Linked DNA regions of Mus musculus: regions 1 and 2 are each linked to region 3. Evidence: chromatin contacts called from public Hi-C and promoter capture Hi-C data. All regions are on one chromosome and are shown on one strand. The core of a region is the stretch at or near the end of the contact, and the rest is flanking DNA. Distances in the headings are between cores, read along the strand shown.

Region 1 (3,900 bases), core at 650-3,149, 450 kb before region 3:
ATCTGATCTCCTCTTACCACTCTCTACCTCATTTCTTTGAGACTAGATTTTCCTGAATCCTGAGATAGGCTAGTGGTTAGCAAACTCCAGCAATACTTCTGTCTTAGCACATCACAGCCCAACACTGTTGGGATTAAGGCCAACAGTGAGTATCCAGCCATGTTAAGCTTTTTATTAGAGCTCTAGGGATTTGAACGCAGATCCCCATGCTTTTGAAACAAGTGCTTTTACTTTCTGTAGGATATCACTCACCCCTGAATTTTTTTGAACTGAGTGCTATATCTTCTTAAACCAAATACTTCCTGGGTCTGGAGAAATGGCTTAGCAGTTAATAGCACTATCTTCTCTTCAAGAGAACCCTAGGATTTGTTTCCAGTATCTCCATGGCAGCTATCCATAAACTTTAGTTCCAAGGTATTCATCACTCTCTTCTGCCTTCAATAGGCACCGGGCATGCATATGGTGCCCAGACATACATACAGCCAAAACAATTATAATACTTAAAGAAAGAAGTTAACTAAAAAAATTAAACAAACAAAATGTCCATAACAAATGTTTTCAGAAAAAACAAAAACAAAAACAAAAAAAGGAAACAAACAAACAAATGTTTTCAGTAGTCCTATAAGGCATGCATGAACAATCACCTGTGAATTATGACTATTGTCACAGAACACAGACACTGAACACACAACACATATAGAACACACATACACGCTGACATATAATATACAGAGAACATACTACAAATACATAGGATGTATGTACAACACAGCACACATATATATTATGCACATTATACAAATATGTATGTACATACAAGTATACCATACATATAGCATATCCTTTTCACTGGCATTTAATAATTCACATGTTTTCCCCCTTTGTAAAATTAAAGCACTCAGGCTGCACCTTTCTGGTATTTAAATTAGTCTACATAAAAATCCTGAAGTCATTCATTTTCTAAGCTTTGCTCAGTCTCCTTGGCAACCTCCCTAGCAACAAACTTCTTTAAAAAGGAATCTCAAAAAAGTTGCATAGAATCATATTCTTTGCAATTATGTTTGGAATATGGGAAAATGTAAAACAAAGTCTCATATCACAATGTACACTGGCTTCCCTTAGTCTCCTTTATGTAGTACTCTTTCTTTCCTGGGATCATTCAATCTCCATACAGCCCTCAGAGCTATCCCAATAAACAAAAGACTGTGTATCATTTTTAGAATAAAACTCTTGTCCCAGTATTATGTTTTCCACTTTTCATGAAGCCCACATTTTGGCCAGAACTTGAAAATACCATCCCAAACCCTTGGTCTCTCTGGGTTCAGTCCCTCTCTTTTTAGGCATTCTTGCAGTTACCAAGTTCCTCTTATAAAACCTTGGCATTTGCTTTGCTCTTCGGTCTTCACTGCCTTCAGATACTTATCATACTCCTCCTGTATTCTCTGAGAAACGCTCAGGCTCCATGACCATCATAACTAATCTTCATTAATTGCAGTAGAATTTTATTTTATCTAAAATTTCTGTATTTTGCATATGCATTTATTATCTAGTATATTATCATGAAAGGGAGGACCTTTTCTTCACTGTTGCTTTATTCCCATCACCTAGTGTAGAGGTGGACTGAATAAATTAAATGACTTAATTGCCAGTATTTGTCTAGTGCCTCCCCTAAATCAAGATTTCTTGAGGAATTTGTTTGCTTTGGGGAATTCTGACAAAATGAATGACATTTATAGAGAATGAGGCCCAGTACCTCAGTTATCCTGGAAGCAATTGTTCATGCATTAGGGACATCCCAGATTTAATTTAAGAACCAAATTGGGATTCTGAAAGACAGTTGTGTTAGCTGTAATTAGAGTGTGAAAGTGGGAAGGGCAATTTTTGTTGCTCTGTTCCTTGCTGTCATCTAGTCTTCAAGGTCATGCATAAAACATGTTTGCTTGGACTTTGGCAAAGTTTAGCATGCTGGAGTAGAAGGAATAAATATCTGACAGATGGGTGGTTTCTGAGATTATAGAACTGATTGCAGGTACAAGAAAGAAATAGGTCTCTAATAGTTTTGATTTCTGATTCCCTGTTTCTTTTTCAGAAATAGTGCTTGACACAAAACATTAACTAACTGGATTATGGGTAATGAAGATTATTCTAGAAGAAATAAATGTGGGAATGATAATCAGAAGAATGTCTCTCAAATTCAATCCCCTCTTTGCTCTTTAATTATCCCTTAAGCAGCAGCTCTCCTGCACATATCTAAAAATAGACTGATGCTAGGTCAGGAGAAACATACAGTAACTTGTTTGCTCTGTATTCAATATTGGCTCAGATTTGCATATCAGTGTCACAAAACACATTTGCATATGTTTTCCTATTTTAAAATCTAACATCTATTATAGAAAGTACATACCCAGAGGTTTCATTAAATCTTAAACTATGAGTATAGGATTATATCACTTTTGTTTAGAACTTCACAGTTTACAAAATACTTTAATATAATAGTAATCACCACCATCATTCAATTCTTTCATCCCTGAGTATAAATAATCGTAAATTAACACTTAAAACAATGGTGACTCCTTCCCAAATTTGCATATAAACTGGCAATGCTTCTGAGGAGTCCTGAAAGAAGAAATTAGGTGACTTGTGTATCAGTACTGTGTGTTGCCTACTGTTATCATGACTTATCTAACATTTTTTTGTCACTGTTTTGGTTTGTCATGGCAATATTTCCCGTTCTTCAGACAACTATAAAAAAGTTCATGGTACCCATATTCACCTTGAGTTGATAGATATTGATATATAAGATACATCTTAAATTGTCTGAGATGTACTGGGCTCCTCATGAAGATAGAGAGAATGCTTCATTTTCATCAATTTTTTGATATACTCTTTTCTCTTCTACTTAATGGGACATTTGTCCATATATTTATGATCTTTTAGCTAGTTGCTTAACACCCTCCCTCAAATTCTCAAAGTACCTCTAGCAACAGCTTTAGTTTATTCTTAAGTAAAGTTGCTCCAAAGCATCACTTTTCATGACAACCTAATATAATAAGGATAAGGCATTGTTGGCTCCATTTTTATATTAGGATATAAATATAGAAAATATATTAAATTTAATAAACAATCACCAGAGGTCATAATGTTAAATTAGATAATGATAAGGCTTTCTACTATTTTAGTAGTGATAGGAACCAAATCCAAGCCTTCATATATGCTAGGGAAGAACTCTACATGGAGCCCTAGCCCAGCTTCTTTCTCCTGATCCTATTCTGTCAAAGTCAGTGAGTCTTCTAATTCTATATTTTTGTATCAAGACTTCTTTCCTTTAGTGATAAAAGTATCCTGGCAGGCTGAGTTCTATGGAATTTGAAAGCCAACACATGTAATGTTGTGTGATCCATAACAAATGGAAACAATATCTTCCTAGTTATTTGGTGGTCAGTGATCCAGTTGTCAAACTAAAAAGCAAAACAACAAGCTCTCTGTAGGAAAGTGGGTATATCTAGGCTTTTATTAAAAGAAAGACCAGGTGCACTGGTAGGAATTCTCAAAGGAAAGTGTCTGAGGGATGCCAGGGAGTCAGAAAAAGAAAAGGGAGCCTGGTTTGTGTTTAGCTTAGAAGACACAAGAGGAACAGTGCATGGATAGGCTACCAAATTCATCTTAGTGAATGGCAGAGGTGGGTGGGTGTGCCCTTACCTAAAGATTTCCTCAATTTTAAGCTGTTGTAGTAAGAGGAGCATCTTTTAAGATGCATCACTGAATGAAAAGACTATAGCTCAGAGGCAGAAACAGCACATAGAAGTGGCTCATCTACTTGTCAACTCTGCAATACTCCAGTGGACTGAAACAATATTCTTGGTATGGCTAAAGAGAATGTGTTGTGAGGCATCTTGAAAT
Region 2 (4,102 bases), core at 1,052-3,551, 360 kb after region 3:
TAAGCATTTGGACCTTCCAAATGTCTTAAATCCTCCCTAGGTTCTGGATAAGAGCCACTGCAGTGCAAATGCTAAACAACCATGCTATTTAGTAGCAAGTGGAAACTCTCAACTATTTCTTTTTATGTGTTTTTTGTTTGTTTGTTTTGGTGCAGTCTCCCCCACATGTCTTAAGTTTGCCTAGAATTTTCTATTACTTTGTATATTTCTGATGTATGATCAGTTACAGATGACATAAGCCCACAGTACAGCATCTAGTAGACTTTCTTGACTCTAATCATGAATCTGCCTTTTTGAACATTCCCTGGAGTTATTTTTTTTTTCAAGTACAGATCGGATCAATTTATTCCCAGTCTTACAAACCTTTAACTATCTCTTCTTGCCCGCAAGAGAGAGTTTTCATGACCCTGTAACATATGATATCCTCCTGCAGTAGTCCTCTTCCTGAAAACCTGACCTTAGCACAGATTTCAGTTTCTCTGAGTTATTAATTCTCTCAACATGCCAAACTTTTCCAAGCTTCTCTGTGAATGTGAAAGCTTTTCTCTCTTCCAGGTTCCCTCCTTTTCTTCCTTTGTATGCTAGTGTGAATGTGTGTGTGTGTGTGTGTGTGTGTGTGTGTGTGTGTGTGTGTACGTCTGTGTGCACGCATGCAGAGTCCTGAGATATATGTTAGGTGCCTTTCTCAATTAGTCTCCATCTTATTTTTTGAGACAGTATCTCTCGCTATACCTGGAGTTCACTGGCTCAGCTAGACCGGCTATCTGCATAGCAGATCTGTCTCTGCTTCCCTAGCACTAGGAGTATGAGCATTTGTCAGTATGCCTGGCTTCAGTATAAGTGCCAGGGATTAAACTGGAGTCTTCAGGGTTTTGCAGCAGGCCCTTTACTTACTGAACTATCTCGAGACCTTTGACTTTCCTCTTTCTTGACAAATAACAACTGTTGGACAGTCTTGGTTTTTTTCTCCTTTCTTCTGTGATATTTCCCATATGAATTTTCATGTACCTATAAAGAGTATTTTTAATTGTTTCTTTGGATGTTGTCCTCACTAATGTAAAAACTTCCCTAGAGATAAAAACCTTGTTTTGACAATTATGGTGTTGAGTAGTTATGATTAAAGTCCTTGGAAGAAGGAATGTTTTAAGTTGAAGACCAGCCTGTACTTCACAATGACAGTTCATTTCAAAATTTTAAATTTTAAATTTTAAAATGCCTTTGTCTTTATCTATGTCTTCCCAGATAGCTGCCTGGCCCTGATGTTGTCTGCAATTCATAACACAGATAGCAGCATATAATAGGGAGTCTCAAAAATGGATAGTGAAAGAGCAGAATGTTGAAACTCTAATACAGGGGTCTCTGTGACCACCATGGCCAGCAGAGTAATGATCTGTGGGAGGCAAGAAAGCAGTTCAGTTCAGCATGAATAAGTATATAAAGTTGATTCAAACTTTGGAGTCTGACCCTGAGTAGCTTATTTTAGGTATATTTAAGCAACACACAATTTGGTGAAAACTTCCCAGGTGATAATTAACTCAGTCCCATGTGCACAATAAAGCAAACATAAATCTCTTTGAAGAACAAAGTAAATTAAATGAAGATCAGATATACTACATCAAAACTTTTTGTAAAGTTGACACCTTCCATACAGATGGATTCTGTAGACTGACTGAGAAAAACAAACTTATGATAAAGGTCTGAGGGAGGGTCCAGTGTAATCTTACCCACAAAGATCTCACAAAGGTAAGCAGGCTATTAATATCTTTTCCCAGACTTCTGGGTAGATGACAAGCTATGTATTCCTTTCTTTGAAGGAACAACCCTGTGTATTTAAAATTCCAGGTTCCCCTAGTCCTTATCTGTGAATTCAAAGACCTCCTTGCCTCCCATACTCTAATTAGCAGAATAAAGTTCGGATTACAATTCTAAATCTCTCTGAGGCATCTCAACCATAAGAATAATATGCAATGCTCAGTGCCCCATTGGCAACTTTGAGAACTGTGGTGCTCTGACTGCTGCGTTGACTCAAAATTTATCTATAACCACTGCTGTGAGATATAATTCACAGGCATTTACAACTCGGCGGATTTTTTAGCAGACTCACAATGTTCTATAAACATCATCATAACCTAACTTTAGAACATTCCCATCACCCTTAAAAGAAATCCTAAATCTTTGGCAATCTTCTCTACTTTCTGTCTATACATTTACCAGTTTTGGAGATTGCATATGAGTGTAATCTATGCTGTGTGGGTTTTTTGTGACTTGCACCTTTCAAAGTTCATCTATTTTGAAGCACATTTCAACACTTCACTCACTGCTACTGCCAAAGAACATCCATTATGTGGGCAGGCCACTTTTGCCTTCCTATGCAGTCATTGAGGCAGGATTAGCTGCTGTGAATAATGTATCCATAATCATTTGGGTACATGTGTGGCTTTATTCTGCAGAATAGGTCTAGAGGTATGTAGATCATGTAAGGATTCTGTGTTTCCAATTGGATACACTTGTATCCATTTCCAACCAGTGTACATTTGACCAGTGCTTCCATATGCTTCCTATTGCTGTGGCGGTGGTGTTAAAATTAATTTCACAACATTGTGGTTTTCACAACTTCAAGAGCCTTATGAAAGTTCCCCCAACTAACCCTGAGTTTATGCACTGTCTTCAAGTCTATAGGGAAGTTAAAGATGTTGGTATACCTGGATATGTCAAAAAACAGGATAGAAACGGTTGATATGGATATTTCTGGATGTGAAGCCCTCGAGGACCTCTTACTATCATCCAATATGTTGCAACAGCTGCCTGACTCAATAGGTGAGGATGTAACATTTTGTCATGAGTAATTATGTCAAGTGTACAGGTTTTTTTGGCAGTATAACTTGTTTATGCATGTAGGTAATATACTACTAGTCTAACATTAATGAACTAGCAAATTTACCATGCAAGATCATAAAACAACATATTATGAATTCCTTAAAATGAACAGTTAACTTTAGCTACCATATCCAGCTCTCTTCCTAGTAAATTGGTATATACCCTTAAATTATCAAATGTCCTGAATTGCACAGTGTTGTCATGAGAAGTAAGAATTTCGATTTAGAGTTATTTGGTGATAGTGGGTGCATTTTAACATTGGAATGACAGGTAAGTAACACAAAAATGTGTGAATATAAATTAGATTCTTAATTCCATTATTTTTAAAAGACGCGTTGTCCTTAATATGTTGTAAGATGCTTGTCAGTAGGAATAATTGTAAGTATAGCTTGCACACTAGGGAATTTTATGCATTTTATGAATTTTATGAGTAAAGTTATAAAGGACTGGGTAATAATATTCTTTTATATTCTTCCTATTATTTTTGAGATGTCTCAGGTAGGAGAATAAACGTCAATTCTCATAACTTTGAAATGGGGATTTGAACCTATTTGCAGTAGATGTGCCATTGTATTTAGCAACTTGCTAACGTTTCTGGAAGTTAAAGGCTAAGTAGCCCAGTGGGAGGGAAACTTGATGACAGGGCAGTTTTCCAGTTCCCTTTAATATTTTATCACCACTTTAACTGATCCTTCAGGCTGATGGAGAGCACTGGTTTTAACAAAATCACATAGTTTAGTTTTTCTCATAAATTGGCTGGCTTTTTATTTACATAATCAACACATTTCCAAAAGTGTTTCTCCAACTGTCAGATGTAACAGAAATCTTCATTAAACCTCTCATTTACCAGCTGCATCTCATGAGGTTGTGATGCAGTGGGGATATTGGGCTCTCTGATCTGAATGTTAGTCACCTTAGATGAAACTTGTGAGCAGATGAGTACAGGAAGAGCTGGTGTGTGTGTTGCAATATTGTAGCTTGTCAGCTACAAAGAGCATTGTCTGATCACACAACAGAGTGGTAGTATTTGGCTACACCTTCAGCACCACTCCATGTAACTGAGGATCAGAGTTTACCCATAGCTGCATACTCATTGCTGAGACTGTGTATCTGGCCTCTAAGAAGGATCAATATTTATCTGATAACTTTAAAAAATCCCACAAGTGTGCAAGAAAAATGAAGTTAAATAAGCATGTTAAAAATGAAAATGTGTCCACTTATAAAA
Region 3 (4,148 bases), core at 10-2,509:
GCCACCAACCTTTTCACCTTTTCCAGATAAAGCAGTAATCCTCTTCCATGACTATCTATAGATGAAGTCTCAGTCTCCAATCTCTTCCTAGACAATTCCTGGCAGCCTGGGGTGGGGGCAGGGTTCGATGTTTAACCTTGAAGACTTTTCGTATTCCAGATATAAGATACATGCCAGCACTTTTGGGAGTTCACCCAACTCCAAGTAGCATCTGAATGTCACAGTCCACTGGCATTGGAGAGAAAAGGGGGAGGCCCCTAGCCCTATCACTTCTAAATCACAGAAGAATCCCGGGATAGAAGGAATTCGGTTTCGTCTAGAAAGCAGGGGGTCTAAATATAGCACTAGTCTCATCACTATGCTTTTTAAAGCTTTTTGTACATGTCTGTATTTTTCTGTGTGTGCTTTCCGGTGAATATGTGTGGAGGAGCGAATGTTCCTGAGTTCGGGGCAGAAGGAGCAGGATTGTGAATAAATGAAAGGAAGTTGGGAAACACTTCTCATTTTTTGTACATCCCCTGAACAGCAATCTCAGACCAAAATGGAAAGGGGTCTTGAAAGCTGCCATTGACTCTCTATGGTAGTACTGAATAAGCCACTGGACTCAGAAGCAGACCTTTTCCTTGGGCAGCCTGCAACCTGCAGCCTGCAACGCAGGCAGGGAGGAAACCCCGAGGAGGCACTCCTGGCGGTCTCTTTGCTGAGGTAGCAGGAGCGGCAGCCTGCGGAGCCACGCGCAGCGTCACTGAACTGGTGCGGGAGCACCCAGCGCACAGGCCTGGAGCCGCGGTGCTGGCGGATTCCCGGCGCTGCAGAACACCGTGCCGCCAGCAGGAGCGCCCCGGGCTGGTGGGAGAACGCCGGGGGAGCCCGCGCTGCCCCGTGCGAGCCTGATGACACCTGCTTTGTGTACTCCAGGCAACTGAGGGACCTAGAGAGCTCAACTGGCTGTCTAAAAGCTGCGGGTGGTAACGGAACCAGAGAAAGCTAGAACATCTCATTTCTCCGCGGGACTGAGATCTTGCTCCTCCAAATTGCAGGGAGTCCAAGTAGAGGTCATAAGGGGCAAGCAAGGTAGTCCAAGAATGGCTGAGGTCTGGCAAGGTGGTGGTCATCCTCTCTGAGCCCTGGAAAATCTCCTTGACATTTTTCACACTTTGAAGCAGCTGCAGCTGGTGTCGTCGGAAAAGGGGGTGGGAGGAAAGAGAGGGGGCGGGGAGAGTGGGGAGTCACAGGCGCGAGCCAGGAGCAGCGCCTCGTCTGCCAATCCTGGCACCTGTGCGCCAAGCCGCGGCACCACGGAGGACCCCGTTCCGGGCCAACCCTGGGCTCCAAGCCACGGCCACCCAGCCTCTGGGCAAGCGCGACCTGCAGCCGCCCACCCAGGACCCCCGCCGCCACCCGCAACTGCGGGAGCGCAAGAGCCCAGCCAGTGCTTGCTGCGCCCCGGGCCACGGGGTCCCTCGCCTCTTCAGAGGCGTCGCGGCCAGCCGGGGCAGCAGCCGAGTTGGGTACACGATTCGCCCGCGCTGCCTTTCTCTTCTCCACCCAGGATTTATTGTCTGTGGAGCCTTCTGGGGGCGGGGAGGGAGCTGCGCCTCCGCCGCCGCCGCCGCCACTGCTGCTGCTACGGTCGCTAGCGCGGCGCTCTGGGCGGGCGGAGGCCGGGGACTGGCCGCAGTGGTGCTCCGGGCGGGCTCCCGGCTCCCCAGGGGCGCCTCTCCTCTCCTGCACCTGAAGGGCAGTGGCACCATGGTCTGACACCGCATCTGCCTGGAGTCCCCTCTGCCTTTGCTTCGGAGGACTCCCCTACTGGCTTCACTGCGGACCCCAGAGCACTTTAAGGAGTAACCCTCAGCAGCTGCAAGGCCTTCACTCCTTGGACCCTCATGGGTAGTTTCTGCTTCCGGCGATGTGAGTAGGGCATTGGGGGACCTCTGCCCACGGTCCAGGAGTGGGGATCTGGGAGGCTCAGGTGGCCCGGGTGCCTCAGCGTTGGGGCGGTTGCCGGTCTGTGGAATCCAGCGATAGCTGGACAAGTGCTTAGGAGCCCGGCGCTTTGGATGGTCAAGGGACTCTAAAGGGTTACATATTGCGAAAAGGAAAGGTGAGGAGCGAGTGCGGGGAACTGATGCTGGGACCACGGAGTCCTGAGAGATATGGCTTTCTGCATTTTTTTTTTTTTTTTGATCCTGGGGTATCCAGTCTGCTTTCCCCGTGGTGTGTGAGGGATGGAGCAAGTGTGATACACACACACACACACACACACACACTTGTGGCAGCACACACTTGTGCTTTATCTTGAAAGGTGTATTACTGTCTTGGTGTCTATAAAGGAATTATTGGGGTGTCACTGAGGGTGAAAAGAAAAGGGTGGGGTTTGGGGAGAAGAATGGGATGGGAAAGAAGGAAAGACTAAAGGACAGAAAGAAGTGGGAAGGGATGGGGCGAGTGCTTTCCTTGGAGTCTGAGAAGATGCTTGACTCTCTAAGCCAGGCAACTCCTTTGTGTTCTGTGAGAGAAGCTAGGGAATCTCACTGCTCCTGGTACAGCTCTGGGTCCCTTGGCATCCTCCGGGGTCTTTTGGGATTCAGGACATGCCTTGGATTGTATTTGAAAAAGGAGCTAAGACCGCCAATATTGGGGTAACTGTGACACTCTGCTTGCAGACAATTAGCTGGGCTACCAGAGATCTCCTATATCATCAAATTTAGAGTCAAGATGGGGGCGGGATGGGGGTGGGGGCTGCACAGATTGTCGTTAAAAACAGTGACTTCATAACCGAGATGGCTGCAAAATTGCTTCATTACACTACTTGGCCATCAGGGTTGGGGAGAGAAAAGATCCGCCTCCGCCCCCCACCCCCTTCTTGCTGGTTGCCCCTCCTCACCAAGGCACAAAGCAAGTGGCACCTCACCAGGCAGGGAAGGGGTTACTTTCACAACTCCTGGGAATCGGCCTCAGGAAGGAACCATCTGTGACTCCCACGTCCTTTCCAAGTTCTCCATCAAAAGGAATCTCAGAAAGCAGGAGGGGGTGGGTGGGAATTGAGGCAGCGGGCCTCCACCTGCTCTTTGCTATTACTTTCCCTGTACACTTAAGCACATCGGAATTACCTGCAGTGGTAATTGGGTCAGCAGGAGAGCATGTGCACCCGAGTCTCTAGATGGGGCTCTGCTGATGGATGAGAAGCAATTTGTGTTTGAGCATATTTTAACCTGAGCAAAATTTCTAAGCACAATAGAGGTTTTATCGCGTGGGCGAGCAGAGTGCATACCAGTGAAAGTGAACACGTGATCCCTCCAACGCAAGAGAAACTGTATTAGGAAGTAGCTTTTCTTTGTTTCAAGCTGAGCCTATGAGAAGCTCAGCATCCCAGTTGCTGAAGTTCCCTTTTATTTTTAATAAAGTTGACCAGAGGTGAAAGAAAGCGAAAGGGAACTCAGCCTGAGATGCCTCTTGGTTAGCAACATCCTACATTCTTTGTTTCAACGTTCCCTCCAGTACCCTCCATTCAGATATCTATCTGGTCCCAGCTGGTTCCTAGTTTGAAATGATACATTCTTTCTGAGGGCATAGGGGAAAGTTCTTCAGACCCTGAGCACAAGCACGTGCACATGGGTGCTCTAGAACACCAAAAGCTGCTGCCTTTCTGAAACGCGTGCTTCTGTCTCTGGTTGAAGCACTCCCAGTTGCTAGGTTCTAGAGAACCACCTGGAGGTCTTGCTGGGAATGAATAGAGCAGTCTGCCTGGCTTCCTTGAAAATACTCATCACAACAGGGAAGGGAGAGAAAGCAGGCTTCAGGGGTGATTTTATTTCTCCTTAACTATCTGAGACTAAAGTTATTTAGAGGTGTACTTAGCAATATCTGTATTTGAATTCCTCAGGTTTAAAAAATGTCCTGAATGTTGATAATCTATTAATTTAGTGTAAGTGGAGCTGATTTCCTACCCAATCATTAAGGGCAGTTACCTAACTTGGGAATCTCTTACTTCCAAGAGACCTTAAAAAGCTGATGTCTTTAAAATTTGAGCTGTATATGTCCTACCTGGACAATGCCCTTCCACCACACCAAGATGTCATGGGAGAAAAGGCACCCTCAATTTCCAGAATATGCCATGAGCTGAGAGATCTTTATGCACATTT

The links. Promoter capture Hi-C pulls out the DNA fragments that hold promoters and counts their contacts. A called contact is a pair of places that touch in the nucleus more often than the background predicts.
Region 1: a contact with region 3 is called in a promoter capture Hi-C map of hippocampal neurons, with 4 times the contacts expected there. The contact joins the enhancer-like site here to the promoter of Lrrc7 in region 3. A contact is called at or near these places in 7 of 39 promoter capture datasets (cranial neural crest, embryonic stem cells, hippocampal neurons and 3 more), 4 of 484 Hi-C or Micro-C datasets (brain, cortical neurons, tail fibroblasts and 1 more), 2 of 115 datasets of contacts at active chromatin or transcription factors (forebrain and stem cell-derived neural progenitor cells) and 2 of 9 other capture datasets (adipose tissue and liver).
Region 2: a contact with region 3 is called in a Hi-C map of cortical neurons, with 2.4 times the contacts expected there. The contact joins the enhancer-like site here to the promoter of Lrrc7 in region 3. A contact is called at or near these places in 7 of 39 promoter capture datasets (the 3T3-L1 cell line, cranial neural crest, embryonic stem cells and 3 more), 10 of 484 Hi-C or Micro-C datasets (cerebellar granule neurons, cerebellum, cerebral cortex and 5 more), 8 of 115 datasets of contacts at active chromatin or transcription factors (SST interneurons, VIP interneurons, astrocytes and 5 more) and 2 of 9 other capture datasets (embryonic stem cells and liver).

Annotation. Positions count from the first base shown.
Region 1 is chr3:159,014,575-159,018,474 of GRCm38.p6, reverse strand. No RefSeq gene overlaps it. Among named protein-coding and RNA genes, the nearest start is that of Gm20752, 60 kb to the left of the region's middle. Within about 2 kb of position 1,899, at least 7 of the 459 cell types and tissues checked have an H3K27ac peak or open chromatin away from gene starts, as enhancers often do. A contact at or near this core is called in cortical neurons, forebrain and hippocampal neurons, where this site is marked.
Region 2 is chr3:158,201,065-158,205,166 of GRCm38.p6, reverse strand. Lrrc7 (leucine rich repeat containing 7) reads left to right here. Exons shown (of 28, transcript NM_001081358.3): 11 at 2,673-2,817. Among named protein-coding and RNA genes, the nearest start is that of Lrrc40, 170 kb to the right of the region's middle. Within about 2 kb of position 2,301, at least 4 of the 459 cell types and tissues checked have an H3K27ac peak or open chromatin away from gene starts, as enhancers often do. A contact at or near this core is called in cortical neurons, where this site is marked.
Region 3 is chr3:158,558,872-158,563,019 of GRCm38.p6, reverse strand. Lrrc7 (leucine rich repeat containing 7) reads left to right here and starts at 1,259. Exons shown (of 28, transcript NM_001081358.3): 1 at 1,259-1,914.